Regions from separate parts of the Gossypium hirsutum genome. Here region 2 is linked to region 1. Evidence: chromatin contacts called from public Hi-C data. All regions are on one chromosome and are shown on one strand. The core of a region is the stretch at or near the end of the contact, and the rest is flanking DNA. Distances in the headings are between cores, read along the strand shown. Region 1 has its middle 61 kb from the start of LOC107897835. Region 2 has its middle 100 kb from the start of LOC107897836.

What was found. Hi-C and Micro-C count contacts between places; a contact is called where the count stands out from the background.
Region 2: a contact with region 1 is called in a Hi-C map of hypocotyl, with 5 times the contacts expected there. The contact joins two enhancer-like sites. A contact is called at or near these places in 12 of 34 Hi-C or Micro-C datasets (anther, callus, hypocotyl and 2 more).

What each region holds. Positions count from the first base shown.
Region 1 is chrA10:51,436,620-51,442,260 of Gossypium_hirsutum_v2.1, reverse strand. It overlaps the pseudogene LOC107897834. Among protein-coding and RNA genes, the nearest start is that of LOC107897835, 61 kb to the left of the region's middle. Within about 2 kb of position 2,585, at least 8 of the 9 cell types and tissues checked have an H3K27ac peak or open chromatin away from gene starts, as enhancers often do. A contact at or near this core is called in hypocotyl, where this site is marked.
Region 2 is chrA10:51,657,109-51,662,749 of Gossypium_hirsutum_v2.1, reverse strand. No RefSeq gene overlaps it. Among protein-coding and RNA genes, the nearest start is that of LOC107897836, 100 kb to the right of the region's middle. Within about 2 kb of position 3,024, at least 2 of the 9 cell types and tissues checked have an H3K27ac peak or open chromatin away from gene starts, as enhancers often do. A contact at or near this core is called in hypocotyl, where this site is marked.

The DNA.
Region 1 (5,641 bases), core at 1,336-3,835:
CACTCGATAAAAGAAAAGAAAGGGGGAAGAAGGGATTTATGGAAGTCAAGTTAGATATAAGTAAGGCTTATGATAGAGTAGAATGGAATTTTATTCAAGAAATCATGAGTAGAATAGGATTTGCTCAAAAATGAATTGAATCTATTATGAAATGCATATCTAGTGTTTCTTATTCAACAGTAGTTAATGGTAATAAATGAGATATTTTCTATCCAACAACAGGACTTAAGCAAGGAGATCCATTAAGCCCATTTTTACTTTTGATATGTGGGGAAGGTCTATCAAGCCTAATGTGAATGGCTACTGGAGAAGGAGTTATAAAAGGTGTCAAAGCTAGTAGAAGTGGCCCTAGGGTGTCCCATTTACTTTTTGCTGATGACTGCATATTGTTTGAAGAAGCAACAAGAAGGGGAGTATGTACAATCAAGCAGATTTTGCGAGAGTATAAAAATAGCTCAGGTCAGTGCGTAAATTTTGAAAAATCATCAGTCTTTAAGGAAGTTAGACAGATAGTGGTCACCCAATTGGGAATTCAGAGCTCCAATGAATTAGAAAGGTATTTAGGGCTGCCAAGCTTAGTAGGGAGAAGGAAAAAAATAATCTTTTTAAGCATTGAAGGACAGACTAAAACAACATATTGATAATTGGGAGTATGAGATTAGTATCTCAAGGTGGAAAAGAGATACTTATCAAAGTAGTTTTACAAGGTGGAAAGGAGATACTTATCAAAGTAGTTTTACAAGCGATACCGACTTACTTAATGGCCTATTTTTTATTACCAAAGATATTATGTGATGAAATGGAAGGCATTGTAGCCAAGTTTTGGTGGCAAAAGGGGCGCAGGAAGAAAGGAATTCATTGGTGTTCTTGGAGAAATATGTGTTCTTTGAAAGAAGATAGAGGCATGGGTTTTCAAAATTTTTGCCAATTTAATGTTACGTTATTAGCTAAGCAGGGTTGGCACCTTATTAACAATCCGAGTTCATTATTAGCCAGAGTTCTTAAAACCAAATATTTTCCACAATCAAACTTTTTAAACTCATAGTTGGGTTGGTTACCTTCGTATACTTGGAAGAGCATCTGGGAAGCACGAGGGCTCATTCAGAATGGGCTGTGTTGGAAAGTTGGACGAGGGACTGAGATTGATGTCTAGACTGATTGTTGGATTCCTAGGTGTGAAGCCATTGGTAGGCCGAGAAGAGAGACAAACAGTGAAGTATTATTAGTTTCGAATTTAATCAATAGTACTAGCAGGACTTGGAAGCGAGATCTGATCAACAATACCTTTCAATCGGACATAGCGCAAAAATTTTTGAAGATTCCTTTAGCAGAGATAGAACATATAGACTTTCAGGTGTGGATGGAGGAACCTTCAGGGGAGTTCTCAGTAAGAAGCGCCTATAAACTATTACATTATTCTAGCTTGAATCCTAATATTTATTTATTACAGCCCGAAACAAAAAACTTCTATAGAAAACTATGGGATTTACAACTACCAAGTAAAATTAAGATACTAGTTTGGCGAATCTCCTGAAACTACATTCCTTCATTAGAAATCTAAGATTCAAGAAAGTAACAGAAAATGTTCGGTGTCCTCGGTGTAGACTCGAAGAGGAAGACAGTAGCCATATCTTTAGACTTTGTCCTGCAATCAGTGAAATATGGCATCTCATCAATCTCTCTTGGACTATAGTTCATAGAAATCAAAGTTTCTAGGAATGGCTAACCTAGGTTTTTGAAAGGAGTACAATGGAGCAATGTCGGTCCTTTTGCTGTGCGTTATGGTGCATATGGAATTCCTGAAATCAGCTCGTACATCAAAAGAAGAACATATCAGTTAGGGATTTAGCGAGGAAAGTCAGCAGTTACATAACAGAGCTGGATGGGATCCGAATGAAAACACTCACCTTTTCTACCAGAAGGGCCAACGGTCATACTGGGGCGACAGAGGGCATCACAGTTCAGTTTGATGCCGCTTTTGACAGAAGAAATGATAGATCGACCTCAAGTATAGTCGTTCGAGACCAGACGAGCGTTTTAAAAACCTCAAAGTCAGTTATACATAAGGATATCCCCACTCTATTCGCAGCAGAAGCCCTCGCAGGATTAGATGCCATTAAATTAGTAATAGAAATGGGGTTAACAATAGCAACAATAGAGGGGGATTCGAAAACAGTCATTCAAAAATGCCAATCGACAGACATGGACAAGTCGGTTCTTGGAGCGATTATTTATGACATACAGACTAGAAAATCCAAGGTTCAAGATGTCACTTTCCAGTTTATCCATAGATTGAAGAACATTGAAGCCTATAATCTAGCAAAAGAAGCGTTAGAGAGAAGGGAGGACTCATACCTGGTAGGGGAAATGACAATCCACAAAGCAGCAGACCTAGAGGCAAGATGGAGAGAATCTCTGGATTAAAGATGAATGGGAAAGGAGAAGAGAGTCGTTAAGGGTAGCAAAGTTTTTGATATTTTTGGGAATTGCTATCTGCAAAGGCGTGGTTATTGGGACATGAAAGGACGAGTAATGCATTAAATGGCCAGGCTGTTAGATGTGACTGGGAGATTTCCCTTTGATTTCCTTTTGTTTTATTCCATCATTTATTCTTTATTATTATTTTATCATCTTTGTTTCGAAATGGACTAGGTAATAGGGATGCCCAATTTAGGTTATTGTTTTGCTTGTATTGGCAGTCGGACCTGAGCCCAAATGTTAATTTGGGCATTGAATTTTATTCTATTAATAAAGAGCCCAGTTATATTATTCAAAAAAAAATATTCTGTTATGGTTTTTAGTTCATTTTTGTAACAGACGTTAAAATAAAATTGACTAACTAGATTATTTATTGGTTTTTTTAATTATTAATTTTCCTAAAAATATTGAATTTTCCCTAAACCATAGTCTATGTTCTTTTCACAAACATCGAGCAAGATAATTTATCACACGGTGTGTCTTTCTTTTCACCGTTCGGATTCCAAATGAAGGCTTGGAGCTCATTGAACCCTAAAACCAAATAATATGAGTTTTCTTCTTTGTGTTGATTTTTCCCTTTTTGATTTTCTTGTTTCGGTAACAAGCACTTGTTAGTTAGTGTTAGCAATTGAGGACTTGACAAAAATAAAGCATATAGAAAACTAGATTATGGTATCTTCTTCTTCTTCAAAGTGTAACCCATAATTTTTTAGTTTAAGAATTAAAAACATTAAATTATTTAATGGAATTAGTGGATTTTTCTTTTTGGTATTAGGATGATGATGAATAACAAAGATTTGATGGCGAAGAATTACCCAAATGAAGATGAAGAATTATCAAATGAGATAGTTTTGATGAAGGAGGATAAGATAAAAGATAAAGAAATACCCAAATGATTCTTAAAATTTTGTTAAAAAATTTAATTATTTTTTTACAATTTTTAGATTTTCAATATTTTTTTATATATTTATTTTTATATTTTTAAAATTTTATATCATTGTTGTTTGAACCAGACCAAACTAGTTGGTCAGACTAAGAATTGGTCTAGAAAATGACTTTGAATTAGTTAGATCGAGAATCGGTACAAACTGGTTGAACCAACTAAAAATCGATTGAATTAGGATTTTTAAAATTTTTCAATTTTTTTGAATTTTTAATAATTTTTTAATAAGACCGATTGGATTGGTCAAACCAGCGGACCGGTGGCCTGACCAGTTTGACCAATTATCCAGTTTAAAAAACATTGGTTTATATATATTTAATAAAAAAATTATATATTTTTATAAAAGAAAGATGTAGTTGGATTTGATTGGTCACCATTTTTTTAACTTACGTTAGTAAAATGGACTAAATACTACAACATAATGATACTTTAGGTACCAAATTGGACCAAAAAATATTTAACTATCATACAAGTAAAAAAGGTATACTTTAAGCGTTAAATCGTGAGTTAAGCTTTTCTTTTTGGCTTAATACTAATAAAAGCCCTCCAAATATTTTCAAAACATCAATTAATTTCATCTAAATCTTTTACACCCAATTAAGTCTTTCACTCTACAAAGTTCATCACTTAACCTTTTGTCTGTTAGATTTAATGAGTGACCATTAAATTCTAATGGTCTTGCTAACATGGCCATTAACTGTCGTTTAGTTAACTTTTGTAAATCTAATGTGGTGGCCCATGTCAATAATGATCATTGATATTACAGTACAACACGGAGAATTGAGCGAGTTGTTTAATGACTTGAAATTTTTAATATTGAATTTCATGAAAATTTGATAATATAATGTAAGGTTTAAAAAGAAATACTTTTTTGGGTGGTGAATTTAATATTTGAAATTCTAATTCTAGAGTAGAGTACTTATTGTTGTCGTTTTTTTAGCTAATGGGTCTAGATTGAGCTTGGATTAAATTGTAAAGTGATACGGCCAAGATCCGAGACTCACCAAGAGCTGACAAGGAACCTTTGGAGCTGTCCTTAGGGTCTATAACTCGAGCTTGAGCCAAGAGCTTCAAGGAGGCTATTTCGGCTCTAGTTGATCAAGTGTGGGGTGAAACCATTGTGGGGCACATCGAACGCTCTTGGACAAGTTCCACAAGAATGCCTTGCAACCTCCTATGAGACGATCTAGCTCATTCGTAGCTCATTAAGCTCGATTCTATCTCTTTTAATTTATGCATTTTCAGTTGCTGGAATAAGTAATTGATGCGTTTAGTTAATTTAGTTAATTTAGCTCAAGATAATAAATATGTTATAATCTGAACATGTTAAATGTGTCTTTGTTTAATACATGTTTAATAGTTGTTTTTTTAATGTATCTAAGTTTGAGAAAAATTAATTATATGATTCAATTAATTTGCCTTAGCCGCATTTAAGTTATCATAGCAGCCAAATTTAATTTGTCTTAGCTGACTTTAAACTTGTTTCAGCCACATGCATGGATAGTTGAATATGGGTAAGCTGATGATTTCTCTTCTCCAAGCATCCCTTTGTGAACACCAAGAGCCAAAGGTGAGCTGCTGTTTTCTCTTCTCCAAATTGCCCTATTGTGGACATCAACAGCCCAAGTGCTTTCACACTTGCTGGAAGTTCCTTTCACACTTGTTGTCTATTTGGTTTTGAGTATTCACACACAAAGGCTACTTAAATTCATTTGTTCACACTTAAAGGCCATTGAAGTGCCCCAAGCTGACATTTAAGAGCTCAAGACTAATCAGCTCATCAAGCCAATTCATTAAATCATGTACACACCTCTTGGTCGAACCTAAGCAAGTCCATTCAACTCATCATGACTTCAATTAAGCCAAGTTGACCTTGGAAGCTTCAAGGGACGTTCTAGGAAGCTTCATTGAAATTTTAGCTCAATTAAGCTGAACACAAGCTGTCCATTTAGTTAAGTAAGTGTCCATTCGGCTAGCCTATGTATTGAGCTATAAATATGAAGCTCATTAGTTGTAATTCAGACTTTTGATATTTTGATGAATATTGTTATCTTTTTGAGTTTAATTCAACTCTCAATTCTCATTTAAGACTTAAGCTGACTTATCTAGCTTACTAGTGGCGTCTACCTTGATTCTTTGTGAACTTATCACTCATCGAGTGTGGCATTCAACCCTTCAGACCTCTGGTTCCTATCTTTTAATAGATTGCTGGTCAAGGTT
Region 2 (5,641 bases), core at 1,775-4,274, 220 kb before region 1:
TCACTACTTTTGCAGGGTGATAAGAATATTATCAAATTTGAGGGAGACCACAACTCTCCTCGTCCTCAGTTTTACTTTGATTCCATAAATATCTTTTTTCACAATGTCCTGCAACCTCCCGAGGATGAGGTGGGGGCAACACTTTATGATTCAATACATGATTATTTTGGTAAGGTAAGCTGAACTCTAAAATTAAGATGAGGATAAGGTGGTCGTAATTTTTATTAGAAGTCCCTGATGTCATATCTGACAATCTTTTGCTAACTAATTTACATTCAGGGTACTTGGGCCATCCCTGAAGTAGGCTTTTTCCCAGATTCATCAACTGCATCTAAAGGTATTACCAGTGTACCTTGTGTTTCTCCCTTAAATGCCAAGTTTTGCTACTCCTGTTAATGATATTGTATTGCGTTGGTTCTCTTACTGGTTTCCAGCAACTAGCAGCACATCAGATGCCATTAACCAAGTTCGTTCCAAAAGACCTATGAGTCGAACAGAGGTCAGTTTAGTTTCTTTATTTATTGTCGTTTCTCAAGAATGGGCTGTAAATATTTTCTTCATTCATCTTCAAATTTACTGCATTTCAAGTGGTAATGCAATTTAATGAAAATCTGGATACATGCATGGATGAATAAGGCTCCATTTGGTTTCTGAATTTTTTTTTTATTTTCAAAAAATAATTCAGTTTACTTTTTAAAAATGGAAAAATACATTTGGCAAATAGAAATAAATTTTTGTTTTCAATAGTGAAAACATTAAAAATATGTTTGGTACCTATTTTCTATGATAAAAACATGAGAAATTAAAGAAAAGAAAAATTCCTAAATTTGTATAGATTTTAATCAGGGTAATAGATTTGAATTTTTGTGTTTAAATGGGTTTGAGTCAGGATCAGTTTATTTAATGTTTAAAACTCTTGTTTTCAATTTTTCCAGAGAAAATTTGGAAATAACCTTTTATTGATTTCTAATTTCATTTATCTTCATTTCATTTCTTAAATTTTCTTTTTAAAATTTTCAACCAAACATGTTTTTCTCTATCTTTTTTATTTAAAAAAAAAACGAAAAGGAAAATGGCTTTTATTTCTTGAAACTAAACAGAGCCTAATATTTTGTTTTTCATTTGAAACAGACTTCTAAACTTAAGAAGAATATGAAGGAAAAACAATGTCATGAATTTGAAATCATTGTAAACAGTTCTATGCTTTATCATTGTTTATGGTTTATCATCTTAACTTTGGAAGAGATGAAACTTTTTTTTTTTTTTTTTACTTGTGCCTAATATCTGTGGCTTCGATTATGCCCAGGTTCCTTCTGATATACCATCTGAAGAACATCTCCCTGGATGTCAGGTATTCCCCCGTCCCTGTATTTTCCAACTTTGGGCAATGCAAAGGAAAAAGTTCTATAAATGGATGCTGCACTAAAGACTTGTTGGCGGTGTCACTAGAATTGTAATCATATTGTCATATGATGTGGGAGGGAGGAAGATAAAGGTGTCACTGACAAATCGTATTTACTGCAGGATAAAGATACCGTTGATAATGGTTCATCATCATCCAATATGATAAGTTTCGAATTATCCAATGGTCATCCCTTTGACCCACATGTGGCAACAACAATGGATGATGATCAGTACGTAGAATATCAACTGGATGACTTGACAGGCTTCCCATGTAATGTGGAGGAAGAAGAGAGGGTGAGTTAAAACTCTCATCTTTCATTATGTCCAAAACAATTCATGGCTATTTAATCAACTTATAACCCTTCATCAGTTTTTTATTGATGGGTTCAGATGTTTATGGAAGCCATAATTGAGTCCTTAAAGGACTTAGATATGCGACAACCTCAGACAGAAGAGCAAGCCAAGGCTTGTGCTGATTCTTCAGAGTCTGCAAAGAAAGATGAAATAAATGGCAGGGATACTTGTTCCACCACGGAAAAGTCCAGTTCCTTGCCTCTAGAATCCACTTCCACTCAAGTGGTACATGATCAGGTACCTTTTGAGACACAATCCACCTTAGTAATCAATGGCTCCAATGTTGGCCTGGAGCATGCATCCCCTGATACTAGCGTGTCATCTTTGGGACGTGCATTTGATAGAGCTCCGTCAACCGAGGAAACAGTGAGCACATCCTGTGCTCGAACTGATTCATCAGCAAGTACCCAAAGTTCATCTGATGCTGACATGTCAGGTAGCACAAAAGCCACTGTAACAGTTGTAAGGAACCCCTCTAATAACATCATGGATGGTTTGATGCGTCGCTGGGATCTCAACTTCTTTCGAAACAGTCGATGAATGGTAAGATGAGCTTGTTTGAGTTACCTGGGGGTTGTATTATTTTTGTAACTAAGTATAGGATCCGTAGCTTTGTAAAATGTTACAAAAAGGGGGGGGGGGGGAAGAATGACTTGTGATGTGCTAAGAAATTTGGTTATAGTGTCATTGGCTTTCATTGTCTATTGTTTTTAATTTTTGGTGGAAAAAGATGTAATGTTTTTTTTTTTACTATTAATTTTTAGGCACAATTAAGGCATTGTATGGCAATACCCATTACCAAAAATTCTTTGATTTGCTCTGAATGTTATATGGTTGATGATATTTGCTTTTGCCATCTTCCTTTTCATTTATATATGTTTGATAATTGAGAACGGGATAAAATTATTAGGGACTGATCTTGTCTTGTCAGGTGAGTGGTTCATTTTCGTTTTCACAGGCAAGGTAGGCTGGACTTTTACAATGTTGAAACGACAGCGATTTGGTAGGAAATAATTAAGCAACATGACAGCTTACTTTTGAGCGTATGAAATGGTGGAAAGTTTGGGAATCAACTCTCCATCGAAGGTTTCTCCCTGCCAAGCTTAGGAAGTAACTTTCCAAGATATACCCCGAAGCTTCTCATCCATAGAAGAGGCCGAAGAGTTTGTCAACTCTGGAAGCCAACCGAGTTGTCATGCAATAGGCGCCTTTCGTGCCTAGGGCACTGACCCCTCGTTGCAATAGTCAATACTTTAGGGATCCTGGGAACCTTGAAGCGGTCCAAACATTTCGAAGACACATGCTTTTTGTCCGTACGGCAACCTTGGTCTCTCTTTGTTAGCCTGGTTTATTTTCCTCATTTGGAACCTCGACATTTCAATCACTTGTGTAACACTCCAAATTTTTGGTACAGTAAATGGTACTGCTCTGAGACTCAATACAATGAAATTTTGAAGAGAATTTGAAAACAAGTTCTATAAATGAAGTCTTAAAGAATCGCTTTGATTTTTAGAAGAGGAAATTTGAGAGAATGATTGTGAAAATATGAGATTTTGGTACAAAGGGACCAAATTATAAATTTTGAAAAATTAGAGGGCTACAATGTAATTTGATCAAGTTGAGAAAATAAGAGCCAAGGACATAAGGATGACTTATAATATGTTTTAATTTCATGGAATTCAATTTCAGGACTAAATTATAAAATTTAAGAAGTAAGGGGACTTAAAGTGCAATTTTTTTCAACAATGAAAAATTGAGTTAAAAGCATTAATAAGGTGTCATACTACTGGAGAAGTGAGTAAATCTTGTTCCATTAAATCTTGCTAGAAAAAAACCTTTTACTTTATTTCCATTATCTTCTTCATTTGATAAGGTACCAAGTAGGTTAATGAGAAAAAGGGTCAAATTGTAATATTTTATAAAATTTCAAATCAAGAATCAATACCCCTACTTGGTATTGATACTAATTTGAGCTTTGAAGTTTAGAAAAATTGAACAAAAATCAAAGGTATCAATAACTTTTTTAAAGTATCGGTACCTTCTACAAAGTATCAATACTTTACCCTTGTATCGATACTATTTTACAGTTCGATGTTTTGAAAAAAAAATACTAAAGTATCAATACCCTTCCTAAAACATCGATAACTCATAGACAATTTTCAAATTCTGCATTTGGTACCTACCTCATTCCAATCCATTATTAAACCATACCAATTCACATCTTAAATACCAATTCATATGCCTTATATGCATTCTATATGCCTTATATGCATTCTAACCAATATCAAAGCATGTCATCTTTAACTATGCATCAACAATTTATCCTTGTACCATTTCAACTAGGATCATAGACACATTGTTATACATTCAATAACATACTTATACCCTATTTCTATTAATTAACCAAATAATACCATTCAATCAAACTAAGCAATTTTTCAATGCTTAAATTCCTACCAAGCTCAATATATATATACCTAACATATCATTAATCTATCAATTTTCATACATCAACATTAGCACATATAATCAAATTATACCGAACTTCAATTACCAACTTAGTATATACATGTTTATAATCATATACTAATTTCAAATTCAACAATCCTAAACATAACAAAATATTAAGGTGACTCCACTAGGTACATGCCAACTAACAAAATAAAAAGGGGATTCACTAACATTGTTGAGTCTGGATTCTATTTGGATACTGAAGTCATTGTTCGAAATTTCACTTGAAACCTAACCCATGCACAAAAACAAAACGTACGCTGAGTAATAAACTCAGTGGTTTTTCTATAATCAAACATTATAATACAACTTAAATCAATTAAAAACACTTCATAGAAAGGCCATTCAATACCAATGTCAAACAACATGTTATAATGTACATTCCACTATATGAATTATTCCATTCAAGTTCAATTAACTAGTATAGGAGTATCATACACTATCACAACATATCTCGAATCGAACTGATCGATTTGTCTCAATTTCATACCAATCTTTCGTGCTTATAATTCGATTTACATAATTTTTCACATTATCCATCAATTTCATTTGTGATTATTAATTTTACATTTAAAATCCCTATTGACCTAACTCGAACTCGAACAGATACATTAATCCAACCAACACACCAATTTTGGCACCTAGTGTCTCATCGAAAAATCCTAAGTAAATAAATTGCATCTAGCGCTCATCGGTATAACCGAAGTAAAATTTGTGCCCAACATTCTTCGACACGTAGCCAAAGTAACCCATACTCAATCTATCCTATGACATGCCAAGTATATCTAAATTTGTCTAATCAATTAGTAGGTATTCATTTGTCCAATTCATAATATAGTTCAAATTTCACAATTTATCGTTTTTAGTTCATCAACCAAATTATCAATTCATAAGTATCATAGCATGATTCATTTGAATACAAAGTCAATTTTATATTTAAATCAATTTAAAATATTTTCAATTTTATTCAATTTAGTCCTCCATCTCAGTTATCAATCAAAATCGTATCAAGTCAACTCAATTTATCAATTTTAGCCCACCTCATAAACTTACCATGTAAAATAGAATAGATATACAACAATTGAAGTGGTTTGAATTATAGAAATACAAATCAGAAATTCCAAGCTATTCGTCGACGACTTTAGCTTTTTCTTTTCCTCTCGAGGAATATGGACTGGCGTTGGCTAAGAATTAACATAAATATATAATACCATCAATATTCAACCAAATTCACAATCAATTTTCATTTTATAAAAAAATAACATTTTACTCAATTTAGTCCCTAAAATCAAAGTTGTTATAACTTTTGAATTGGAGCTTCAATTTCGAAATTGATCTCAAATACACCCTTATATAACTTTATATTATCAAT